Regions from separate parts of the Mus musculus genome. Here region 1 is linked to region 2. The links are chromatin contacts, called in public HiChIP or PLAC-seq maps. All regions are on one chromosome and are shown on one strand. The core of a region is the stretch at or near the end of the contact, and the rest is flanking DNA. Distances in the headings are between cores, read along the strand shown. Region 1 overlaps Itgb5 (integrin beta 5). Region 2 holds the start of Umps (uridine monophosphate synthetase).

Region 1 (6,134 bases), core at 2,701-5,200, 65 kb before region 2:
CCCTTTTGATTTTGTGATATGTATTTTTGTACCCATGCTGTTATTGAAGGGAGTAAGACAGCATCATAGCTGTTCAGATGATGAGTGAGAGTGGGCGGTAGCCCAGCTCCTCATCTGCCATTGAGAGATCAAAAGCTTTTAACCTTTGTGATGTATGAACCCTACCTCTGCGAGTTTTATATCTAACGTGCATAACTAGCCCTTGGCAATGTCTAATTCTCTCTAGAGTCACCAACATATTTCGGGATGCCCTTGCACTAATAGTAAAAGAGTGGCCACACATTCCGGCTCCGGATGATAATTCCTGAGTGGTTCTGTGTAATGCTGTGGCTACAGTGGCTGAATACGAGTAGTCCAGAGCTCCCCCCTTGCCATGCACTATATTTAGCTGACCCTCAGTCTGGATAATCCTGTGGAGTGAACCGAGTCCCACGCAGTAAGAGACAGCGAGCTTATCTGCTGCACTTTGACATGATTTTGGTAAAGATCAGAGGATTCACTCCGACTGGGAGAGATGGCAGTTCTTACCAGATCCTCAAAAGGCAGAGCCATCTCCAGTGGCAGGGCCATTCGGATGCTTTACTGAATTGTTTCTGTCTAACAGGGCCTTAAGTGTTTAACCATTATCTTGTATGGTCTTAGCCAGTGGTATGATGAAGGCGGACTCAGGCTTGTTCTGGAGCCTGGAAGGGAATCTTTAAACACTACATAAAGATATAGCCCTGGGGTGAAGTCAGAGATGTAGCCCTGGGTTGAAGTCAGAGATGTAGTTCTTGGGTGAAGTCAGGGAAGAGTGGGTACCAGTGGGTGGAAGAGGACGATGTCAGTGGGTGTCTAGGCACGTGGGCCTGTGTGAGCAGAGCTTCTCCTCGTCTGTGCCTCTGTGGCATGGGTTTAAGTGAGAAGCCCTGATGCTGAGGGAAGGACACAGCTCTCACTTAGACTTGGAGCCCTGCAGCCAGCTGGTGTCTCGTATGATGCCCTGGGCAAGTTTGTACTGGACAGTTATACCACCTCCATCTTCTCCCAACCCACCGCTGTCTTCTGTCTTTCAGGAGAAGATCGGATGGCGAAAAGATGCTCTGCACTTGCTGGTGTTCACAACAGACGATGTGCCCCACATCGCACTGGATGGAAAACTGGGTGGCCTGGTCCAGCCCCACGATGGCCAGTGTCACCTGAATGAAGCCAATGAGTACACAGCCTCTAACCAGATGGTGAGTGCTGCAATGGCTCCTCTGACCTGTCCTTGTGCCCATTGCTCATCCCTTACCTGGAAACCTCCTCACCTGCAGTAATTGCTGAGGTTCTGCTCCGCTCTGGGAATCCAGGTTTATTCATTATTTTGTCTTCTCTTGCTAAGTTTTAAAACCTCATTGTTAACTAATTCTTGTTAGGGATTTCTGTAGCTGGTTCATCTCTGCACTGCTGTGTACCTAGTGAGGATCTATCTCATTGGAGGAAGGGGTGGCCTGGGAGCCAAGGGGTTCCAGTGGAGGTGATCTGAACACAGCGTGGATGGAACCTGTTTTCCTGAAGGGGTCACAACTGGGATAGAGTTAGAAGATACCCAGTACCAAGTACCAAGATTCTGCCACATTAATTATGGAGACTTTTAAAGAAATGTATCCCTTCTTCTTCCCCAAATCTATTTTAACATCTGGCTAGAGAGGAGTTCTTGCCAGTTTTCTTTGCAGGACAAGCCCATTTTCTCCAGCTCCAGGAGGTGATCGTCTAAGCTTTCTAGATTATCCAGGAGTGATGGAGTCTTGAAAAGGCTTCTAACTGTAGGACCTCACCCTATACCAACCAGGGTTAAATTGCCTCCAGTCTTTCCTTTCTCCTCAATTGGTCGGCTACCTCCTTCCCCCATCACAGCCTGATTCCAGAGAGCAGTGCCCTCCTTTGCTTGTTATGAGCCATGAGCGGGACCCGCAGACATCGGTTACCTGACTGTTGGGCACAGGAAAAAGAATACAGGGCAAGGGACAGCTGTAGGGTAAGGATACAAGCTAATAGGTGTTGGTGGCAGATGGTAGACGGTGAGACTGTTCTTCCTGGTGCCACAACTATTCCTATCCCTCCAGAAAGAACGAGGAGGGGTCCAGATCACACCTAGTGATGCTAGAGGGGCCTTTCTAACGAATGTCCTTTCCTATAGCCTCTTAGATGAGGGGCTGCTGATGGACTTGGTTATTAGGCCCTTGGTTGACGGGTACCCAGGAGAAAGATGCTTTTTTCCAGGGTCTGCATGTCTGCAGATCACATGTCAGTGTTGCAGCTGGTTGGGATGGTTACACTCTTGACATTTGCCTTCGACTTAGGACTATCCATCGCTTGCCTTGCTTGGGGAGAAGCTGGCAGAGAACAATATCAACCTCATTTTTGCTGTGACGAAGAACCACTATATGCTCTACAAGGTACTCGTGTGTGTGTGTGTGTGTGTGTATGTGTGAGTGAGTGTGTGTGTGTATGTGTGTGTGTGCGAGAGTATGTGTGAGTGTGTGTGTGCGAGTGTGAGTGTGTGTGTGTGTGTGTATGTGTGTGTGTGTATCGGGGTGGGGGGTGGTCTGATCCGTGACTCATTTTGACCTAAAGCCAGTTAGAGATTAGAGTGGGGGTGGGCAGGGTCAATGGAGCTGTGCTTAGAAGTAATAAGGAAACCCTTGAGTGTTCATGTGGTCATGAGCATCTTCACTGGGAGTTTTTTTTTTTTTTTTTTTAAAGATTTATTTATTTATTTATTATATGTAAGTACACTGTAGCTGTCTTCAGACGCACCAGAAGAGGGCATCAGATCTCTGTTACAGGTGGTTGTGAGCCACCATGTGGTTGCTGGGATTTGAACTTCGGACCTTTGGAAGAGTAGTCGGGTGCTCTTACCCCCTGAGCCATCTCCCCAGCCCTCACTGGGAGTTTTAAACTATGTTATTTAACTTAATTCAGAGAAACATCTCAAAAATATTATGAATCGTCATTTTCAGAAGATGGATAGAGACACAGGGGCCTATTCCAGTTGAGAAGGAATACATGAAATAATTCTGTACAAAGAGAACTGGGCAGCTGTTGTTGGCTACTACTACTAACTCAGTCTGCCTTCCTGCGGAGGGTGGGAGGTAAGGGGTGGCCCAGCACAGTAGGTCTTCCAGAAATCAGTCAGTGACTGAGAGAAGAGAGCGATGGGCTTGTTGCATCCAACAAGTCTTTTCCCAGGTTGCCACCTGGGCCACCATTGTGGCAATGACAGTGGTACTCGCAAGCTCCCTAGAGAGTAATAGTAGGAGGACCTACTCTCTGGCCTTTCTGTGATGCTCGCACATGGGCACACACAGACATTCACTCAACCTCTCTGACTGTGTGAGCTAAGCATAAACCCGGCTCACCCTGGATGCTGTGACCATATAGGGGATGCTGTCAGGAATCCCTTAATTATCCTCCAAAGAACTTCTGTTCGATCGTGTCTCCAAGGCCCCTGCTTTATGAGAGGTTACGAAAATGTCACAGTGTCTTCCTGAGTCATGGAGCCTCTCTGAGCCTGAGTCTATTTTAGATTGATAGAATGAAAAGACGCTTAGTTTAATCATTGGTTAAAGCTCGACCGTTACAAACCACATTCTTAGAAGGACTAAGTGCAGAAGCTGTGTCGGGCTTTGTTTCCTCTTGGGCTTCAGCCTCCTTCCTCAGAATGGGGAGACCTATATAGCTTGAGGGTGACAGGGACCCTGTCCTGTTCTCAGAGCCACACTCAGGAGCTGTGCTAGGGCAAAGGGCTTTGTCCCCTGGCCTTACATACAGGTATCAAAAGGTCTTTAGAATGACACCCGTCTGTTAACTCCCTACTGGGAAGATAGGCTGTCTTCCTACGCTTGGGGAAGCAGGCCTTTGTGCTCCTGTAGAACATGCAGAGTCAACCCGAAATGAGCCTACAATTACCAGGAGTGATGGTGAGAGGGTCATGACCTTAGAGGGTGACTGGTCATTTGCTGTCAGCCCTGCACTTCCTTCCATAGCTCCCTGAGTGTGCTTCTCACACCAAATTTTCTTGCCTCTCCCATAGCACTCTCTCCATCCAGCATGTGGTCTGGGAGAGTGGCAGAGCGTGGTACTGGCCCTTGTTCACTCTTGTCCACAGTACACTTTTGATTCTGACAGAATGGAAAGTGTCTTAGTGAGAGGGTAACTATTGCTGAGATGAAACTCCATGACCAAAAGCAATGTGGGGAAGAAAGGGCTTATTTGACTTATACTTCCACATCATGGTTCATCACTAAAGGAAGTCAGGATGGGAGCTCAAACAGAGCAGGAACCTTGAGGCAGGAGGTGATGCGGAGGCCATGGAGGGATGCTTGTTCCTCATGGTTAGCTCAGCCTGCTTTCCTATGGAACCCAGAACTATTAGCCAGGGATGGCCCTGCCCACAGTGGGCTGGTTCCTCTCCATCAATCACTAATTACGAAAATGCTCTACAGGCTGCCTACAGTCCAATCTTATGGAGGCATTTTCTCAATTGAGGTGACTCTAGCCTGTGTCAAGTTGACATAAAATTAACCTTCACAGAAGGCAAAATGATCTTACTTTTTTTGTTGTTGTTGTTTTGTGTTTTTCAAGAATTTTACAGCCCTGATACCTGGAACCACTGTGGAGATTTTGCATGGAGATTCCAAAAATATTATTCAACTGATTATCAATGCGTACAGTGTAAGTCATTGGCTCTGACCCCCCGACTCCCCACCTCCATCCCGTCCCCTCCTGAAACCCTGAGGCCTGGAGCTGATAGAGGGGGGCTCCTAGTGTTTGAGGTGTGGCCAATGTCCCTTACTCAGTTTCTCCATGTCTCTGTGTCCTATAGACTCGGAGTTGGGCATCAGGGAGAATTCCTGGCTAGTTGCCTCTCACCCCCTTTCATGAACTGTTGCAGTTTGGGCTCTTTACAAATCAGAGCTTACTTCATTTCTCCTGTGAATTCCTGATAAAGCCAGAAATTTTCTCTTCTTCTCTTCCTCTACACTGTACCTTCATTTCTATCTGGGTTCCTCCCTCCACCCGGAACCCTTGAGACAGGCTCTCTCTAACCCTGGCTGTCCTGGAACTCACTGTGTAGACGAGACAGGTAGAGAGCTCTGTGAGTTCAAGGCTTCTGGAGAAGACAGAGCTAAGGAGTGGCCTCATCTGAGCTCTGTGAGGTGGGGGGAGGACATCTTCTGGAGTAGCTACCTCTCAACATCTCCAAGCTCAGCCAGCTCCAGACCCTGCAGACCCCTGAGCTATACAACATGCTTTCCCAGTTTAATTTAGAGGTTCCAGCAACAATAGTAGGGCCCGGCAGTTGCTCAGGGAACCTAGATTTACTCCAATTTCTAATGCAGCCTAAATAGATCATTTCTGCCAACCCCAACTTCTAAGTGGGTATCCGACTCTTCTCCTTGTTCCCCAGGATCAGGGAAAATGCCACACAAAGAATACTTCTAAGCCATACACACAGGCAGGCTGCTGTAGCTTGGTTCCCAGCATCCACATGGGGGCTTACAACCCTCTATAGCTCCCAGTTCCAGGGGATCCAGCACTCTCTTCTTAGCCTCCACAGGCACCAGAGCACATGGGCTGCGCTTGCCAGTGCTGGTTGACATTTTTATCATTGCCCTGATTTGTGGTGGGTTTCATGAGTCACACAACCATGACTACATGTGGGTATTGACTTTGCTCCTCCTGGATGCTAGCTAGCAGTGGATCTGTGGGGACACTGGAAGATGCTGGTCAGAGCATATGCTACAGATGAAGTGGTTGTGGTCTTTGGCTCTGTCTGATTCGTATGTGTCTTTCACAGTGCAGAACTGTCAGCTTTTAGATTTATATACTTTTCTAGCTGTGCCAAACTCACTCTCTGCCCAAGGGTGTTTGGCAGCATGGAGCTTCTCGCAGAGTACCGCAGAGGGAAGACTGTCTTCCAGGGCTGAGCCCTGAGTCTGGGTACGGAAACATCGATCCATGCTTATGAAGAGAGATACTTGAGACGAAAAGCCCAGGGGCCTCTCTTTAAAGTGGGAGCTGGCAGGATGGGCTGCAGACCACTAGAGTAGCAGCAGAGGGTGACATCAGAGCCCGTGGTGGGTTCTGCTCTAGCACAGCACATGTTT
Region 2 (5,690 bases), core at 55-2,554:
TTCCTGAATGCAGGAATTATAGATGTGCACCACCATACCTGGCTACATACATATTATGTCTTGATAGACCTCTGCAAATAATGGAAATATTCTACAGTTACACTAGGCAACAAAGTAGCCACTAGTAACTTTTAACTATTCCATTAGTATGTTTGGTCTTGGGACAAATTCTCATGTAGCCCAGGCTGGCCTTGAGCAGCACTATGAAGTGGGACCTTTAACTTTTGACTCCAACCCCAGTGCTTTATTTATTAACAATTCTGGCAGGCACACTGGCTCCTCTGGTAAAGGTTTTTCTGCCCAGCCTGACCACCTGAGTTCAATCCGTTTAACCCTCAAGACAGAGAGGGAGGGCGAGAACACACTCTGATCTTCGAAAGTGTACCACGGCACGTGCACACCTGGACACACACCCACACCCACTATAAACGCTAATACAAACTTCACAATGATCTATAATCCACACAGAGTCCCTAGCAACACTTCCTGCCATTTCTAACCTTTTATTCTAAATGCCATCTGCATGCAGTTCGGCTGGAGGCTTGTTATTCTAGAAAGCACTGCCTCAAGGCCGACTTGGCGGTGACTCACAGACAACCGACACGAGGTTTGAGAAACAACAGGCTAGAAACCTCTAAGTGCACACTTTACCCTTGCCAACCAAAAAATTCTGCCTTTCTGGTATCCACCATATGGCTTTCACTTCTTGCTACTGGCCATGCACTATTAAATCGAGTCGTTTGATCCGCTACTAATTTCTCCACCCTCCCGCCTTTTCCTTTCCTCCCTAATTGTCACTTTCTGGGGGTTAGGTACACAGAACTCACTCAAGGACTTCTCCGCCGGCCAGAGCCCAACAGGACACCCGGACTCTCGCAAAACACGTGTCTACACCGATCGGTCCAGAAACAAGGTCTCAAAGAAGCTGAAGGCTCCCGGTCCCCAAGCTCCTCCACACTCTCCAGACCAGCAGTCGGGAGGGCTTGCCTGCCTGGTCTGTGGCTCTCCCTTGTCCCCAATTTCGGCCACCCCCGCCATCTCCTGCTCTCTTTTCCCGCCACCCGGAGCCATCCCGTCCCTCGGGGCTGGTACCTGACTGAGAAGACGCGGGCGTGACACGATGCCCCGCAGGTCGATGTAGACTGGGGAGGAGAGCCCGCTCTTCAGGACGAAGCTCCCGAACTTGAAAGCCTGCACGTCATACAGCTCGGTGACCAAGGGGCCCAGGGCTTGGCTGGCGACCTCCATTCTCGCGCGCTCAGTTCGCTCTGGAAGCCGAGGGGCTTGGGGCCCGTGACGTCACCCAGAAGTCCCGCCTCTTCCGCCCCCCTTTCCGGCCCGGGCCGCGGGCTTCATTGAGTGTTCTAGATGCTTCCTGGTTGGGGAGGTGGGTTTTCAAACCTGAAAGCTAGATCGAAGCCTGATTTCCCCCGGAGGGATCTGTAGGCTTCGTTCATTTTTTATTTTGTTTGTTTTGTTTATAGCTGAGCGCTTCTTTATCTGATCCAGTCACTGTTAACAGCCACTTCCCTAATCTCTCAGGGTTTCTTTCCATAAAATAAAAATCCTCTAAGACAGAGCCTGTGGCTACCTTCTTGTATTAATTTTACAGCAGTTGGCGTGGGAGAGTTTCATAGTAATTTGCACATAGAAATCTGAAGCAGGTCACCGTGCACTCAGGGGCTGACAAACTTCCTTTAGACCACTTGAAGTGTACCAGATGAAGAAGGGTGGGGCCAGTTAGGGAGGATCAACTGACAGTATCTATTGGCTAACTGGAAGGGGAATGTTGGGCAGTTTGAAAACTCAAGCATATTTGGTTTACAAAACCCTTAGCTGGTTAAGTGAACTCCTGTAGTCCTAGCTATGTAAGAACCTGAAATGGGAGGATTCCAAGTTCAAGGCTGACCTAGGTATCTAGTGAGCCTGTGTTAATAATAATGATAATCCCCTAAGACTGTATTTTCCTTTTTGTTTGTTTGTTTGTTTTTTTCTTTTTTTCTTTTTTTTTTTTTTTTTTTTTTTTTTTGAGACAGGGTTTCTCTGTATAGCCTTGGCTGTCCTGGAACTCACTCTGTAGACCAGGCTGGCCTCGAACTCAGAGATCCACCTGCCTCTCAAGTGCTGGGATTGACTGTATTTTCCTATTTTAAGGAAATGCCACTTATCAAACAGACTGAGATTTCATTTTGTCTCTTTGTTTTCTCTAAAGAGATCGTGTTGAGCTCCCAGCGTGGAAACCCCCATAGATCCCAGCGTTTGTTTTGGGTTTGAAACAGGGCTTCCTTATGTTACCCAGCCTGATGTAGACTTCACAATGTAGTGAAGGCTCAGATTGCCCTCGAACTCACAGAGATCCATCTGCCTCTGCCTCCTGGGTGCTTGAATTAAAAGTGTTCACCACCATGACAGGTAAAATTTGTTGTCTTGACAGTTGTTTCTCATTACCAGCAACTTCAGTAAGGCCTTGATTAAATAAGAATTCAGATGTTAAAATGCTTTGTTCTTCTTGCTAGGTCAACAACTACGTTCATCTCTGTGTGCTGTTAATTGACAGAATGCTCAATAGATCAGCCTCATTCCCAGCTGTGCATCACCTGCAGACACTGGAAGCCTGATCAAGCCTCCTACCAACCTGTATGCATAAACCTGTGCGATCCAGCTGGAGCTGAAGCTGAAGCTCTGCATTCACTCTGCAGGCCTGTGGGTCACACTCAAATCCTCAGGCCTGGTGACAAGCGCTGTTATCTGATGAGCCATCTTGCTGGGCCACTGATGGGATTTTTTTTTTAAAGCTTGCCAGGCTTTCAAATATTTGAGGGGAAAGAGAGGACAACCATATTACCTCAGTGTCCCCACTGGGAGAAAAAGCAGAAGTTTTAGTTAGAAAAAAAGACAACTGCCAGTAAGAGGTAGCTCAGTGGGTGAAGGAGAGACTTGCCACTAAGCCTGGCGACCTGAATTCAGTCTATTGGACCCACATGGTGAAAAGAGAGAACCAGATTCTGCAGACCCACACACACACATACACACATTCATACACACATACATACATATACACACATACATACATACACACACAGACACACATACATACATACATACACACACAGACGCACACATACATACATACACACATACACACACAGACACACATACATACATATACACACATACATACACACACATACACACACACATACATACATACACATACATACACACATACACATACGTACATACACACATACACACACGTTCACACACATATACACACATACATACACACACACACACACAAATGTTATAACATTTTAAAGGGGAACAGGACTAAAGAAGTACCTTCAGTATATTATATTTATAGGAATGCATAACATGTGAAATGTACATTTTGAAGTTTCATCCACAACTTATAACGTTTACTGCAATAAGAACAAGACAGCAGGTCGGCACTTTACAACATTACACAGGAGTGAGTGAGTGAGTGAGTGAGTGAGTGAGTCAGACTTACAAATAAAATATTTACAACCTACCTTTACAAAACAACATCATGTGCATACAAAATGAACAGCTGCAGAAAAAGTTAAAATAATAAGACAACCAAAACCCAAAAACCCCAGAAGATACATTAAGGCAGACCAGCAAGACACTGAAATAATTAAGGCTGTGGAATTCTTCTGCACCTTGAAAATATAGAGCTATTTACCAATACTGTGGAGTGATTTTAAAACAATTGTCACAAGCCTGATGGAAGTATGTACTTATATGTATATGTGTAATGGTCCCTATGGGGAAACCTGTCCACTTATTGATAAGGCCTTTTACAGATTGGCCAGAGATGCCCACCACAAATTCTCAAAAGGCTTTGGGGAAGGGATCACTCAAAACCAAGAAGTGTTGGTGCAGTTTGAAAATCAGATATTAAAATTCAAATATTGGCTGGACCTGATGGCACATGCCTTTAATCCCAGCACTCAGGAGGCAGAGGCAGGCAGACCTCTGTGAGTTCAAGGCCAGCCTGGTCTATAGAATGAGTCCCAGGACAGCCACAACTACATAGAGGGACCCTGTCTCATCAAAAACAAACAAACAAAAAAATCCAAACATACACACATACAAAAGAATTCAAATATAGACTTCTGAGTAAACAGAGTCACATAAATTATAGTCTCAATGCATTTCATACTTTGTTCATTTGGCCATGTGGACTTCAGAAGTCAACAAATCAACTCCCATGTGACGAGAATTCTCCATGTATTATCCCTAATGGTTTTGAATGGTCCTAAATGGTTTTCCAGTAGAAAAACTGACCCACCTGGGCTGCCTGAAAAATGGATAGATTTCTGCATATGAGCAATAACATATACATACATATTATACACTATATACATGCTCAGATGTACATATATCAATATTTTCCAACAGTTTGCCCTCCATTGCCACTGTTCTCTGCATAAATAGCATTTTCTCAAGGGTATGGTTAGTTTTTCACAGTCTTTCTATTTATTCCTCTTCTAGTTTTATTGACTTTCCCACAGAGTCGTCTAACGTTCAGCAGAAACAGAAGTAAAAGCACCAGGGTTTTGATTTAAAAAAAAAAAAATTCAAACACAGAGGTGAAAGATATGGCTTAAGTTAGTAAGAGAAGACTTGAGATTCGTAGCCACAGTCTTTGAGGTCACAGTAACGGTCTTCATGGACTCCGACATGCGGACTTAGTTATTGATGGAAATGGGGGATTAATGCAGCTCCTATCCCTGCACTGGCAGATCTACTTGGTTAAATTAACACTCAGGAGTTCCAAGACTTGCTATCTAAACCTTTCCTTGCGCTCCCCCCTTGTGAACTGTTGGGTTGGTCATTCAGATAAAAATGAAATCTGACCACAGCATGGAAGTTCTTGACAATAGCCTGGGAGTGTTAATTTTAGGCTTTTAATTAATGTCATTTAAGATTAAAGCATTGTAGTGGAATGACCGTTTTCTTCTCCTATAATGTCAACTTATATTTAAAAAATAAGAGAAAAATGTCTTTTATAACAAATATGATCATATGATAATTCTGTATTCAATTTCCATATGGATTTTTCATGAAAAACATTTCCTATTTAAAAAAAATATGTCTATGGATAAATTTCAGCCCCTTTGAGCTCTTTAAAATGAATGAGACAGTGAGAGCCTTACCATTCTCAGAAAATAATTACTAACATAGCATCTTCTTTCCTGTTGGTGGAATCTATGTGAGCATTTCCTTTAGCCTATTCTAGGTCTAATAACTTCCTTCCCTAAAGGTCTTTAGATTTCAAATAGCAAACAAAAATCATTAGGTTTATTTTTCTTTAACAGATAAATCTATTGAAAGCTTATATATGTTTGCCTAACTCAGACTCCAATGGAATGTTACCCAGGCAAGAAAAGAATATGGTCTAAGTTCCTCAAAACTCACCCAGTGCAATTGATGGGCTATCCTAGGGTGTGGTGATTGTGTTCTTTTGTCTACTACAGAGACCCTTTGTGTTCAATGTATTTCCCTCTATCAGGTATAGAGGAGAGAGTTTCTATTAACACTGAAAAATAACCACCATTTTCTTTAGATGGCATTTTCTCCATCATATTCTCAAAAATCTAACTTGCCATGTTTTTCAAGATAAGCAAGAAGGAAGGAAGGATGAGTGGGTCATGGGCATGGGG

The links. HiChIP or PLAC-seq counts read pairs in DNA pulled down with a chosen protein or histone mark.
Region 1: a contact with region 2 is called in an H3K4me3 HiChIP or PLAC-seq map of bone marrow-derived macrophages, with 2.0 times the contacts expected there. The contact joins the enhancer-like site here to the promoter of Umps in region 2. A contact is called at or near these places in 1 of 39 promoter capture datasets (macrophages), 16 of 484 Hi-C or Micro-C datasets (the C2C12 cell line, the G1E-ER4 cell line, the HL-1 cell line and 10 more), 8 of 115 datasets of contacts at active chromatin or transcription factors (the HPC-7 cell line, the SCID.adh cell line, bone marrow-derived dendritic cells and 5 more) and 4 of 9 other capture datasets (adipose tissue, bone marrow-derived macrophages, liver and 1 more).

Annotation. Positions count from the first base shown.
Region 1 is chr16:33,898,186-33,904,319 of GRCm38.p6, forward strand. It overlaps Itgb5 (integrin beta 5), which reads left to right. Exons shown (of 15, transcript NM_001145884.1): 6 at 1,056-1,217; 7 at 2,325-2,420; 8 at 4,609-4,698. Among named protein-coding and RNA genes, the nearest start is that of Umps, 66 kb to the right of the region's middle. Within about 2 kb of position 3,951, at least 14 of the 459 cell types and tissues checked have an H3K27ac peak or open chromatin away from gene starts, as enhancers often do. A contact at or near this core is called in bone marrow-derived macrophages, where this site is marked.
Region 2 is chr16:33,965,734-33,971,423 of GRCm38.p6, forward strand. Umps (uridine monophosphate synthetase) reads right to left here and starts at 1,305. Exons shown (of 6, transcript NM_009471.3): 1 at 1,093-1,305. The coding sequence starts at 1,248. Kalrn (kalirin, RhoGEF kinase) reads right to left here. Exons shown (of 60, transcript NM_177357.3): 60 at 3,340-5,690.